2 separate regions of the Mus musculus genome follow, and region 2 is linked to region 1. Evidence: chromatin contacts called from public promoter capture Hi-C data. All regions are on one chromosome and are shown on one strand. Each heading gives the region's core, a stretch centred on a gene start, on an enhancer-like site or on the middle of the called end of the contact. The rest is flanking DNA. Distances are from core to core; before and after follow the strand shown.

Region 1 (6,505 bases), core at 2,195-4,694:
AGCTGTACCTCCAACCACTGAACAGAGTCAACGCCAGAAGTAACAAAAAAAAAATCTCAAAAATGCACCTTTTCCATTATAATTAAGAGTACTGTTGTGGTGGCAAGGCTTATAAGAGGGATACGGGGTCCCTGGGCCTTGAGGGGCCTTGGGGAAGCAAACCTCAAGGAACCTAGAGATGACCTACTGTAACTCAAAGGAACAATGGCTCAGGCTTTGAGTCTAACACTTCCCCCCTCTTTGCAGCTGTTGGATGGTTTAAACAGATACTCAAACCCTGCCACAGGGCACTGGAGCCATCTGCAGGAGAGGCTACTGCTCTCTCCCAGGGGATTTTAGATGTTCTTATAGCTGCAGAGTAACCTAGCCAAGAAAATGTGGTTTCGAGAGAACAGAAGACAGAGCCATGCTCAGATCAGGCCACAGGTCCTGGTTCTACAGTGACTTTCTCTGTCTCCACTGAGAATACTCTCAAAGAAAGAAGACCATATAATCTCACACCATCTGTTCACACAGGCCTTCCCTCTGGGAGGACTCAATACCAAGAGACTCTGTGTCGGTTGCTCTGCAGAAAGACCCAGAACACAGTAATCGTGCACAGTTCAGAGGAGACGAGAAAACAGAATGTAAAAAGGCCATCACTTTAGTCAACACCCAAGCACACTGGTAGTGTATAATTCAACTCTCAAGCTCACACTACAGACTGCATACCTAAGTCTTCGCTAGGCTGGCCTGGTGATCTGCTTAGAAGCCCAGTGCCCTGTACTAGAGCCCCAGGCGGGGCATCAGGGTAGCTCTGGGACTCTGCTGACATTCGTTCTTGTTCCAGGTCCTGAGGCGCAGCAGGCCCGTCGCCATCGTCAATCACCACCGGGTCTTCACAGTGCTTGAGCTGCAATCCCAGAAAGCAGCAGATCAGGGCCAGGTAGAGAGAGAGGAGTATGATAAAGCCCGGCCCATAGGCTCTGCACAGATCTGTGTAGGCCTTCTCCCTTTCTGGTCTTGCCATCCATGGACTTGATGGGTAACAATCATCTCAACTTAGACTTCATAGAGAGTAATGTTTGCTTTCTTAGGAAAGAAAGCAAACTGGGTCTGGACAGAATTTCTCATCTGGGGTCAGAAGTCTCACAGGGTCAGCAAGGGCTCCCCTCTCCCAGACGCCCGGTGCTCACCCACTGCCAGGGTCTCCCTGGCTCCCGTTCCAGAGCCTCTACTGCAGCCACAGCCTGCTCTCCGCTCTCAGGCTCCTGGGCTCGCACCCAGCTCTGGATCTCCCACGGCAGGATAGCCAAGAACTGCTCCAGCACCAGTAGCTCCAGGATCTGCTCCTTCGTGTGCCTTTCGAGCCTCAGCCAGCCCCGGCACAGCTCCCAGAGGCGCTGCAGGGCCTCCCGAGGGCCTGCGGCCTCCTGGTAGCGGAAGCGGCGGAAGAGGCGTCGAGAGGACTCTGGGCTGGGAGGCTCACCCTGAGGGCTGGGGTTCTCTCCAGGAGGACTCCTCATTTTCCTGGGCTCCTCACTTTCCTTTGGAGCCAAGACTCGTGGGCACAGGGCTGTGGGCATGATGGGATTTGATGGGGGTCAGCGGCAGAAGACGACCCTATTTCCAAACAGAAATCACTGGCTTCAATGCTCTGGTCTCCTGTGGCCACTTCTGAGGGGGTGCTAGGCAGAGCCCATGGGAGACCAGCCCTTTGAGGAATTCCTGGGAAATGTACGAAGTGTTGGTGTGGCTGGTCCTTACACATGGGAACCGAAAGAAAGATGACCCTTCCCACAAGCCATCACTCCATGAGGAGTCCCCTAACATGTGGCAGTAAAGAAGGCAGGGCATTTGGGAGAAAAGTGGTGGCGATTCAACAGGACACTGGCATTCCCAGTACCCCAGGAGAACAAGGAGGCCACAGGCATCTATGTGTAACCAAGGTTTGTGATACCTTTGATGGACAGGTCCTCCTGGAGGATAATAGCCCCAGCAGGCCACAATCTTGAAGCTTTGGAGTCGAAGTCACCGTCTCTGTTCTTGAGGTCTTCACAAATTGAACTGGAGGAAAAAAAAATATGCAAGGGAAGTTATGCAAGACCACCGTGGAACAATGTCACTCTGCCAGGGACAGAAACTTTCACTCTGTGCTGGCAAGGACAAAAACTCCCAGGTACAGAAGGAACTCAGAGCGTTAAAGTAAGACTTGTATTTAAAACCACCAATGCTAGGCCTGGGGGTACAGCTCAGTGTCAGAGTTGCAGCTAAGACTGTGCCTCTTCCCCATACAGTGCTTTATGACAAGCCTTACACGCACCTGGTCCAACACAGGGGCTGCAGAAGCAGCTGAGTGGTTGGTTGAGAGTACACACTACTTTTCCCTCTGTCCACAAAGTCCTGTAAGTGTTTCCCACACCCTCTTCGAGCCTCCATGGGCACCGCACCCAAGGGCATAGACTCACACAAAGATATCTACACAGGTATACATGTTATTAAAAATTTAAATCTCAAAAAAAATTTTTAAGTTCTTGTTATATAGTTAAGTGTGCAGGTGCGTGCATAAGTGTGTGTGTGTGTGTGTGTGTGAGTAAAAGGGGCTGGAGGGAAGGGAAGGGGGTAGTTATGTAATTATATTTTAGTACCTAAAAATGTGGCTAAAAAAAAAAAAGCTACTAGTGTTCCGTCTGAGCCTATCCCTTGTTTTCTCCAGATTCTCCTTAAGGCAGTGGTACACATAGTGACATTGTGGCCCTTCCTGGTCATGAGAGAGGAGGCAGTCACCGCCAGGCTTTCAGCCCGACTATCACATACACAATCCAGCAAACACACCAGGGGCACAGTATATCACGGTCTCTCCACTTGACCCACACTTTGGAACACTCGGAGAAAAGGTAAACGGAGTCACCGAGTTGGGCTCTCGGGATTCCGGAAAAGCCCAGGCAGGGCCGCTCACTGCCTGGCCCTTTACACCCTCACCTGGAAGAGACTCCCAGCGGGGCAGCACCACTTTGCTGGAAGACAAGCGATACCAGAAAGCCACCAAGCAACCGAATAACAACCTGGAACCTCAACTTTTCTGTATTCCTCTGATTGCCGAAGTAAAGGCAGACACCCGACGCGAGCTTCTGAAAGCAACAGGCTGTGAACCTCGACTACTCTCACGTCTTACTCCCGTATTAAGAACCCAATCCGGGCCCCGCCCGCTCTCTCCTGCTTCCTCCGCCCACTGTCTCCCACCTGCTGGGCCCTGAATGGCTCAGGTCTACACTTAGGATAGTGTGTCCAGGGTCCCACCCTCAGCACCCGGTTCTGCTGGGGGACTGCTCTCAAAGAGCCCTAGGCCAGACAAGCGTGTGCCTCTTTGTCACTCTGGCACCTGGCGCGCAGGAGCCTCGGGAGCGGAAGCTTTATGAATGAACTACCGTTAGGGAGGGGAGGGCTCCCGCAGGGGCGGGGCTTGCCCAAAGCAGTTATTGAAGGCGCAGGATCCCAGGGAAGGAATGAAGAGCAGGAGGAGGAGGAAGAGGAGGGTGTTTTAGGCCAGGAGAACTATGGGGTTTCTGTCGCTTCCACTCTTTCAGATTTGCTGGCTCTTTCCTTCGAAGCCCGGGACAGCAGGCGAGCAGATCCTCACCTTCCAGCTCGGTCTCTCTGGTGTTTTGGCAGAGGCGGCTCCAATGCATGGGCCAGACTCGGTCCCTGGCCAGGCCAACCCTGTCTCGGGATCCTCTAGAATGCATCAGCTGGGCTTGGGAGCGAAGGGAGACGCCTGGAAGAGAATTGTATTGCTTCATCCCCGAGGGCACCTATGAGGACGCGGCTCTGGGAGCAGGGATCTGGGCCCGGACGCGGGAAGAGGAGAACAGGGAGCAGGACCCAGGCGCGGGCTGGGGATCAGAGCGCGGGAAGTGGGGAGCGGGTTCCGGGTTCAGACAGCGGGGCATGGGAAGCCGGGCCACAGTATACTCACCGCTGCGCAGCGTCCCGGTTGGCGGGCCGCGTAGGCCGGGCCGCCGCGGAAAGGAAAGGCCGGAGCCCTCCGGCTCCCTCCCCTGGGACACTTCCTGCACCGCTCTAGGACCGAGGAGGTCTCCTCATCTCAGTGGTTCGCTTCCCCGCCTCCTGGCCGAGGTGTACGCGGGGGGGTGACATCCGACACCCCCGGCCCGCCTGGACCGCCCCGCCCCGCCCCGCTCCGTGCTCTCCCGGCCTGGGCCCGGGGCCCGGGCTTTAGCTTTGTGGGCCTTCCTAGCGGGCTCGGGATGCGCGCGCGCGCCCCGGCGGGACCCGGGCGCTGGGGGCCAGTTCGCGCGGCCACCAGCCAGGGAGGCCGGCTTGGGGCTTTGCTCTTCTCTGCTCCTCTTGTGTGGGCGCAGGGAAGGGCTGGTCTGGCGGCGCTGGCGAAATGCCAGAATTGGGAGGAGGAGGGATGAGGTGTAAGGGGATCTCCCAGTGACCATTTGCATCCCGTGTGTGCTGTTGTGCCCCAATCCCTTCCAGCCGCAATTCCATTTCAAAGCCAACGCTGCCAGAGCCACCCAAATCGGTAGGACTGGAGAAATGCAGACCCAGCGATCCACGGTGCTCGCCGAAGCAGCGGCCCGCGGCTTCGTGGCATGGAGATGATCTACGATTTCTCTGTTTAAGGAAGACTGTAGCACTCTGGGTCCCTCTGAGCACCAGGATAGTCCTGGTGAGTACGGAGAGAGAAGGTTGCCAATCCTGAGAGTATGAGTTGGGGAGCTTGTCGCTGGCTTAATGCATAAACACAGGACAGAGTGACTTAAGTCACGGAGAGTGAGAGGTGACCAAGAACTAGGGCATTGGAACCTATTCCTGCCTCATCTACCCTGTGTTGAGTAGAGTCCAAATCCTCCCTCAGTTCCCTCGGGCTGGACAATGGAGCCGGACTGTCAAAGGGAGGAAGCAAAGAAAAATCTGCCTAGAAGTGAGCTACTGTGCTGATTTTTTTTCCCCTTTCTGGTTCTCTTTCGAAGGTACATGGTAGGAAGTCACCCTTAAAGAAGGTGGTTTGATAGAGACACCCCACCACCGGCAGACTTCGTGCTTCCGTTTCCTTCTAATAATTGGGACTGGGACAATCTCTTCCGACTAGTAGGTATGGAGTTAAGGGTCGAGGTTTTGGGACATTAGGAGGTGAGTCAAGTGGATGATTGTTCCCCAAGTGCAGAAGAACGCTGAGCAAGCAAGGGTCACCCAAGGCTGGGACTTAAGGCTCACAGAGAGCAATAGGAGCCACCTAGACTTACAAATCCATGCCAATCCCTTTTCAAAAACACCAGCCAGGAAGCACAGCCTGGAATGACCAAAGACCCCGTTGGGGAGTCAAGCCTAGTGATTAGTCCAGTTGTGTATCCCGAAGGGCTGCTGTTTAGGCTCCTGCCTGGTGGCTGCTCAATACTTGGATTCCTCAGAGGCGCACTTATTGGAGCCCTCACGCAGGTAAAATGCAGCGCCAGGAGGTGGCTGATACATGGGATTTTTCTCCCCCCACAAACACTTTCCCTTTAGTTTCTCCCCCTGAGCTCACAACTCTCAGGATTTAGGTCCCCTCTCGCTGTTCAGAAGCCGCCAATGACTCCTAATATGCCTTCTTTCTGTGTTTCTTCTGCATAGAACCTGGAATAGGGACTAATAGACTGGAATCGGAGCACCTGTGTTAAATCACACCCATCAAGGCGCAGTCAGGTGATCTAAGGCCTGCGTGACCTCTCTGTGCTTCAGGTACCTCCCTCATACAGGAGACTGATGCTGTCTGCTTCATTGTGAGGCTATTCAGGGAATATGTACTGAGAGTCTGCAAGACAGCTGCAGTTTGCCACTCCCATCCAGATCCTGGGCGCATCTGTGCACCCCACTGACCATCGGAAGGGCGAATAGTGAGCAGAGCTCTGGTCAGTGGAGCCACGGGGAAACTGAATCAGAACAGCAACCTCAGGACTGAGTTCTGAGCAGAGCCTGAGAGTTGTTACCATGCTGTATTGAGGAGTCAGGTGTGTCAGGCATCCTGGCAAAGGTGGTCTTTGAAATGAAGGAGTTGAGGTGATGGGGCCCTGGGGCAGCCACAGAAAGGCATTTCACTCTGTAACAAGCAGGGTTCTGTCAGGAGTTGTGGGTGAAGTACCTGATGACACTTGTAAACCCTGCTCTGTGGTCCCAATGATCCCCCCATCTCTGTTGCCATCAGAGTGACAGCCTTAAAATGAGTGTGACTTTGATTTTTTTTTTAAAGATTTATTTATTATATGTAAGGACACTGTAACTGTCTCCAGACATACTGGAAGAGGGCATCAGATCTCATTATGGATGGTTGTGAGCCACCATGTGGTTGCTGGGACTTGAACTCAGGACCTCGGGAAGAGCAGTCAGTGCTCTCAACCACTGAGCCATCTCTCCAGCCCGGGACTTTGACTCTTGCCAAGAATGGGAAACAGACTTGAAAGTCAACTTCCTACCCCTTGGCCATGGGAGTACTCTAGCTATGGTGTAACTGAGGGGG
Region 2 (6,505 bases), core at 2,336-4,835, 2.0 Mb after region 1:
CTCTCTTTTTGGTGGAGCAAGCTCACTGGCCGGCGGGGCAGGCTGCAGAGTCAGATCAACGGTGTCAGGTGCAGGATCAGAGCATGGTGGCAGTGCTGGAGGAGGCGACTCCATGGCACAGTCTCCACTTGGAGCCCAGGGACTGGGCATCTCAACATCTGGACACACAGGCTCACTAGCCACAGGCTGCAGAGAAGGCTGGAAGCGGATTTGTTGGCGGATGCCCTCCCGTCGTGCATGGAAGTCCTCAATCTCAGCCACAATGGCCTCCTTAATGCGCTCCCTGGTAAGGGCTTCACGGTCAAAAGCAAAGTCAAAAGGTGGGGCGCAATCAGGCTCATCATCAGGGTCATGGTACTTAGCCAGGAAGGGGTGGCGAAGGGCAGCAGCAGCTGAGATTCGGGCACTGGGTTCAAATCGCAACATGCGTCCCAGCAGGGAGAGGGCCTGGCGGTCAGCACCTGGGTATACTGTCTCCCAAGGCACAGGTTGCCTTGGTGGCAGGCTCTGGATATAGGCTCGCACCCTTTCAGCCCCCACAGCCTGAATCACAGCTGGTGACGGAGTTCCCAACACCATCATGATCAGCTGTAACTGGTGCACGTAGTTTTTGCCTGGGAAGAGCTGGCGCCGAGCCAGCATCTCACCAAAGATGCAGCCCACAGACCAGAGGTCGATTGCCTGCGTATACTCGTGCAGGGAAAGCATGAGCTCCGGGGCACGGTACCAGCGAGTAGCCACATACTCAGTCATGAAGTACTGGTGCTCGGCAGGGGAAGTACAGAGGCCACGGGCCATTCCAAAGTCACCGATCTTGAGCTCACAGTTCTCATTGACCAGAAGGTTAGAGGGTTTAAGATCACGGTGGATGACCTGAGCAGAGTGCATGTATTTGAGGCCCCGAAGCAGCTGGTACAGGAAGTATCTCACATGTTCCAGGGTGAGCGGCTGTGAAGAGTGAATGATCTGGTGTAGGTCGCTCTCCATGAGGTCCAGTACCACATAGCTGAAAATGGGAAGAAACGGGTGAGCTAGCCTCCTCACATCACAGGGAGAAGCCCCCCCTGGCACTCCGTCCCCTGGCACTCCCAATTCCTGAGGTTATGGCCTTACAGTGAAACCCCAAAGGACTAACAGCATGGAAAGAGAGAATAGCAACAGGTTCTAGGTTTTCTACAACTTTCATTCTTTCTTTCTTTTTTTCAAGACAAGATGTCTGTGTAGCCTTATCTGGCCTGGAACTTGCTTGCTCTTGTAGACCAGGTTGGCCTCAAACCCAAAACTCAAGAGATCTGCCTGCCTCTGCCTCCCCAGTGCTGGGATTAAAGGCATGCGCCACCACCGCCTGGCCACAACTTTTATGAAAGTTTTCTTAAACGTATGTGTATGTTTTCCTGAACGTATGTGTACTACTTGTGTGCCTTGTGTCTACAGAGGCAGAAAGAGGGAGTCTGATCCCAACACCGGAGTCACAGATGTCAGTTAGCCACCGTGAAGACACTATGCACTGAAGCCAAGTCCTCTGAAAGATCGAGTGATCTTAATCACCGAATCGGTTTTTTCTAGCCCCAACTTTTTTACAGCTTTCTGACAAATCACTTTCTCCATGGACCTAATTTCTGTCAAAAAAAATTTTTTTTATAGAAATATTCAAATCTACCAAGATTGGCCAGTATGGTTAATTTTAGAGCAAACTCTACAGTTTGCCAACAGCTACTGAAAAAGCTATGTTGAAGACTCTATTTTTAAGGAGGTATTCTGTGAATAATTAGTTGTCTGCCATGAGGACACTGCTGTGTGACACTACAATGTATTGTGTCCGTTGTCTTACAATTTGGATCTGTCCTGTCTGTCTGTCCTCTCTCCCTCTCCTCTATTGCTGTTTTGGTTTTTTGTTTTGTCTTTTGGAACAGGGTCTAGACTAGCCTTGAACTTATGATATAACCAAAGGTGGCATGACCATAAAGAGGTAAATCCTCTTGATTCTTTTCCCCTTTTGTACAGGAGAGTCAACCTAAAACCTCAAAGATGCTCATCAGCCTACCAGTGATCGACATCCCCAGCCCTTGCCCTCTTGAGAGATAAGAACTGTCCCTACCAATGTCCTGGACTCACAGCCCGCATCACTCTGGGTTCAACCGCCCTGCCAGAACTTCAGTATTACTGAACCTGGGCTTCTAAGCTGATCCCGACTGTGTCTCCTCCTCCTGGCCCACTCCTTACACAGATCTGAATTCTCCATAGGGCACAGTAGGCTTCAGGATGTCCTTGATGGCGATGATATTGTCGTGTTTGAAGTGTTTGAGGATCTTCAGCTCCCTGAGGGTCCGTTTGGCATTGGTCACCACATCAAAAGCATTAGGTATCTTCTTGATGGCCACCTGCTGGCCTGGGGAGCAGGAAAAGGGCATATACCAGAGAGTACCTTCAAGTTAGCTGCAGGTCCCTTCCAGCACTGCTCTTCTGGAGCCCAGATAGCAGTAAGTACCTACTGTGTGCAGGGCCCTGTGTGTAACATATATCAAATTTTAATTTCGCAACTGCCTCGTGAAACGGCTGCTAATAGCTCACATAGAGAGGAGGCGCGGCTAGTTAGCAGTGGTTGTGACTGTACTAACTGATCCTCCCTCCCTCCCTCCTCACATAGTCAGTCCATCCCAGATCCTCCCCATTCTTCCACCACTCCATCGTGCCAATCTCTGGCTCTAGAACATATCTCTTTTGGACACCAAAGAGCATCTCTCTATTCTGGCTTACAGGGAATATCCTTTTCCTAAGGAGAAAGTAGGCTGACTGGGAGAAGCAGGGGTTCCTGAGAAGGGTACCTAACGGGGAGCTGGCACCTAGTCCGTAAGCGTGAGTGGAACCAGAATCCCCGGCGCAGCTGATCCTCCTGGGACCGTGCGGGTTCCTCACCGCCTCTGGAAAGCAGTCCACACATGCTGAGCCTCAGGAAGCCAGCTCACCCGTGAGGCGGCGGCGCGCCGAAGACACCACCCCGTAGGCCCCATTGCCTATGGTCTCGATGATCTCGTACTCGTCCCCCACGTCAAAGGTCACGTCGAAGGAGCGGGCTTTGAGCAGGGCCAGGTTCTTGGCCACCACAGAGGCAGCGGTGTGAACGGGTTCTGCCTTCACCCTCCCAGGGGGCTCCCCAGAGCCATCTTCGCCGTCCTCCTCCTTCAGCGGTTCGGCCATGGTCTGTACGAAGCGCTGATGAGAAGATCGTCCTGAGGGCCTCTCAGTTCCGCCTCTGTGGGTTTGGAGGCAGGACCTGTGCAGCAGGCGAGAGGGGACCGCTGGCACAGAGAACCCCACGGCCCAGGATCCAGGGGGGCGCGGCGCGGCCCCGGAAGAAAGGGAGGGGCGGGGCGCTGGGACTCCCGGGATCGCACTCACCGACCGGCCGGCACCCCGCCGCCACGCCTCCTCGGGAATTTGGGATTCCTGAGTCTTGCCAACCCAGTGATGAGTGTTCCCCCGGGCTCGCTCACTTAACAAGAACCGCGGCCACCACCAAAGCCTCGCGTGCGCCGAAGCAGACCACCCCACCGGCCGCCCCGGGACCACGCTCCTCCAGCTCCCAGCCAATCGTTGAGCGGCCTCCGTGGAGGTTCCCACCCCTTTATTTTACTCTGTCCAATCAAAACTTACCGGACGGGAAAACCGCGCCCTTGTCAATCACGCGCGCGCGCGCGCGCGCCCAGCTGTCCCACTCCGGGCGGGAGCCGCCCAAGGGGTGATGCGTGCTCCTCAGGGGTGCGCGCGCAGCCCCGCACCATGCTCTCACGCATGCGTACTAGCAGCCTCCGGAGCTTGGGTGGTGGGGGGGAAGCGAGCAAGGCCCCACCAAGTTCTCTTGTACTTCTGAGCCTACTCGCTCCACAGGCCCGAAGGGCGGAGATAAGGGAGGGAGGAGGGGTGTTACCTAGGCAACAAGCTCCGCACCCCCCCACCCCCACCCCGTCCTTTTGGCTCCTCTTCCTTCCTTGTTAGCTTTATTTCCTAGGGAATTTGCTGCGCACTCTTTCGGCGCCGGAAGTTCTGGACGCCTTACCCCGGAGTAGTGACCAGAGACCCCAGTCTTTAGAGCGTCGCTGACTTGTTTTCCCCCACCCCCCCAACCACTCCAACACCCCCACCCCCACCCCCAGCCAGTGAGGACCTGGCGGGGATGCGCATGCGCTCTGAACCGGGCCAGACCCAACAACTTTTTCCCTTTCCTCTTCCATTTTTCCTCCATCCGGCTGGGACGTCCGGTTGAGGCAAAAGTGAGCATTGTTAACTCGAGAGCTAGAAAAGTTCTCGGTAGGCAGCTTAAGTCTCCAATCTCCAAAGAGATTCGGGATTCCCAGTGAGACAAGAAAAGTGTGGAGAGGGAAACTGGGATGAAATCCAGTAAAGTCTGAGTGTCCCCTTGACATTTATTACTGAGTTCTCAATCAAAAGCCAAAGGTTGAGTCTAAAGCAGAAATGGATCTTAGATATCATACACGGTTGTTTGTGTTGCCCAGCATTTGGTACTACATGCAGAAAGTTTCACACATCAATTCATTTTCACAAACTTAATACCTGCGCCTTTGATTTAGATTAAAATTTCTAAAAAAACTGGATGTACCGGCTCATGCTTTTAGTCCCAGCACTGAACAGGCAGAGGCTGGCCTCAAATTGACAGAGAGCTGCCTGCCTCTGCCTCCTGAGCGCTAAGATTAAAGGTGTTCACTGCCTGGCTAAATGACTATTTTGACAGAATGTTCAGAGAGTCTCAATTCAGTGTTACCGGGGCATGGGAAAGAAGGTGGAAAGTATTTAAATGGATGTCTTTAGAGGTTAGTGAAGATTTTATCTTAAATTCAGCGTGTTCAGCTAAGACCCCTCAGGTAGACTTTGGCTGAAATGTTCCTCTGTTCCCAGCAGTCTTGGGTATTTTTTGCTGAGCAGATAGTTCCTGTGCATGGCACAGGGATCTGCAGAAAAAAAATGCCTGCAAGGGGGAAGAGTTGAAAGAGGACGGAATCTGGTATTTTACTAGATAATGCAAGATTCTTATTCTTTGGAGCTGTTCCAGGGTAGACACAGCTCAGTTGAAGATTATTTGCCTGTGCTTCAGATAGGAAGTTACCCCTCATGGAATCAGATTTGTCACCATCAGGCCAGCATTTGCACACAGCAGAAACAGGCTGGAACCCCACCACTGAAGGATATAGCTTCTTCAGTCCACCACTACCCTCCACCACTCTGCCATACCTCTCAGCCCTGGCTCAGTAAATGACGTCACTTTAGTACTTGGACCTCTGTGTTCTGCACCTTATAAAAGCCAGGAAAATGAACTGGCCCAGAAGATTATAGTTTCAAAAATAAAAGTGAGACCAAGCATACGGGTGGGGGCGGTCGGGGAGCTAATGAAGACTATCAACGTGACATGTACAAAACTCACCTTTCCGGCTTCTGAGCCCTGGTTGGCCATGGTCAGGCTTCTGACCTGGCTCTGGTTTAGCTCAGGATCCCAAGCTCAGGCTGCAGGAAGTCACTAGGAATTTTGAGGAAAATGGCTCTTTTGAGCTGTAGCTCTGAAAGATGCTTCTGGCAATCAGCATGGGGACACAGGTGGTGTGGGAAGGCTGGAGGCAAGGAGGGGATGGTTCATGACAGGTCCACCCCACTGGGAGTGTGGACTGGGTAGGGAGAGCACAAAAACAGAGCATGACCCATGAAAAACATACACGGGGAGTGTTGAGGTTTCTAGTCAGGTGATAGAGATGTCCCCAAGATGGATGCTCAGGAAGAGGAGGTCATTGGTGATGTCAATGAGCAAAGAACTTTGCAATGGAGGCTTCCAGGCTGCCTGCCATCTCTCTGGTAGTGAATCCAATCTGATCTGAGCCTTGTCCCACCATCTTTCCTGAGACTTGAGACCCATAAGTTCCCTGGCTGTGGACATTTAACCTGCCGTCTCCAGTCGACACCATACAATCCTGGAGAGGCTCTGTACCTGCTGTCCTGCCAGTAGGATTCTCTATCAGCATGTTACTCCTAAAACAAGGTGCTTTAGCACAGGAATAAAAGTATCTATCAAACAGAAATAATGTATCTTTTTAAAATAAAGAATAGACACTGTGGGCAAACACAGTGAGTTTTGAGAGACGGCAAGGAAGGGATTATGAATCACCCCAGCCCTGACCACAACCTATGAAGGATCATCCAGTTTAGGCTCAGAGAAGTGGAAAGATCCACCCTTTAAAAAGTCAGTGTCAGCTGGGCGTGGTGGCACATGCCTTTAATCCCAGCACTCAGGAGGCAGAGGCAGGCAGATTTCTGAGTTCAAGGCCAGCCTGGTCTACAAAGTGAGTTCCAGGACAGCCAGGGCTATACAGAGAAACCCTATCTCAAAAATAAATAAATAAATAAATAAATAAATAAATAAATAAATAAATAAAAAAAAATTAAAAAGGCAGTGTCATTCCCTAGGCTTGATTACCAGCTGGACTACACACGTTGATTCTGC

Evidence for each region. Capture Hi-C pulls out chosen DNA fragments and counts their contacts.
Region 2: a contact with region 1 is called in a promoter capture Hi-C map of liver, with 2.5 times the contacts expected there. The contact joins the promoter of Mapk7 here to the promoter of 4933439C10Rik in region 1. A contact is called at or near these places in 1 of 39 promoter capture datasets (liver), 1 of 115 datasets of contacts at active chromatin or transcription factors (microglia) and 2 of 9 other capture datasets (adipose tissue and liver).

The regions. Positions count from the first base shown.
Region 1 is chr11:59,502,209-59,508,713 of GRCm38.p6, forward strand. It overlaps 4933439C10Rik (RIKEN cDNA 4933439C10 gene), which reads left to right and starts at 3,445. Exons shown (of 5, transcript NR_015585.3): 1 at 3,445-4,678; 2 at 4,983-5,104; 3 at 5,623-5,730. It overlaps Zkscan17 (zinc finger with KRAB and SCAN domains 17), which reads right to left and starts at 4,432. Exons shown (of 10, transcript NM_172941.4): 1 at 3,956-4,432; 2 at 3,620-3,754; 3 at 1,940-2,046; 4 at 1,176-1,602; 5 at 712-892. The coding sequence starts at 1,565.
Region 2 is chr11:61,490,681-61,497,185 of GRCm38.p6, forward strand. It overlaps Mapk7 (mitogen-activated protein kinase 7), which reads right to left and starts at 3,586. Exons shown (of 7, transcript NM_011841.2): 1 at 3,400-3,586; 2 at 2,967-3,274; 3 at 2,224-2,389; 4 at 1-1,006. The coding sequence starts at 3,198.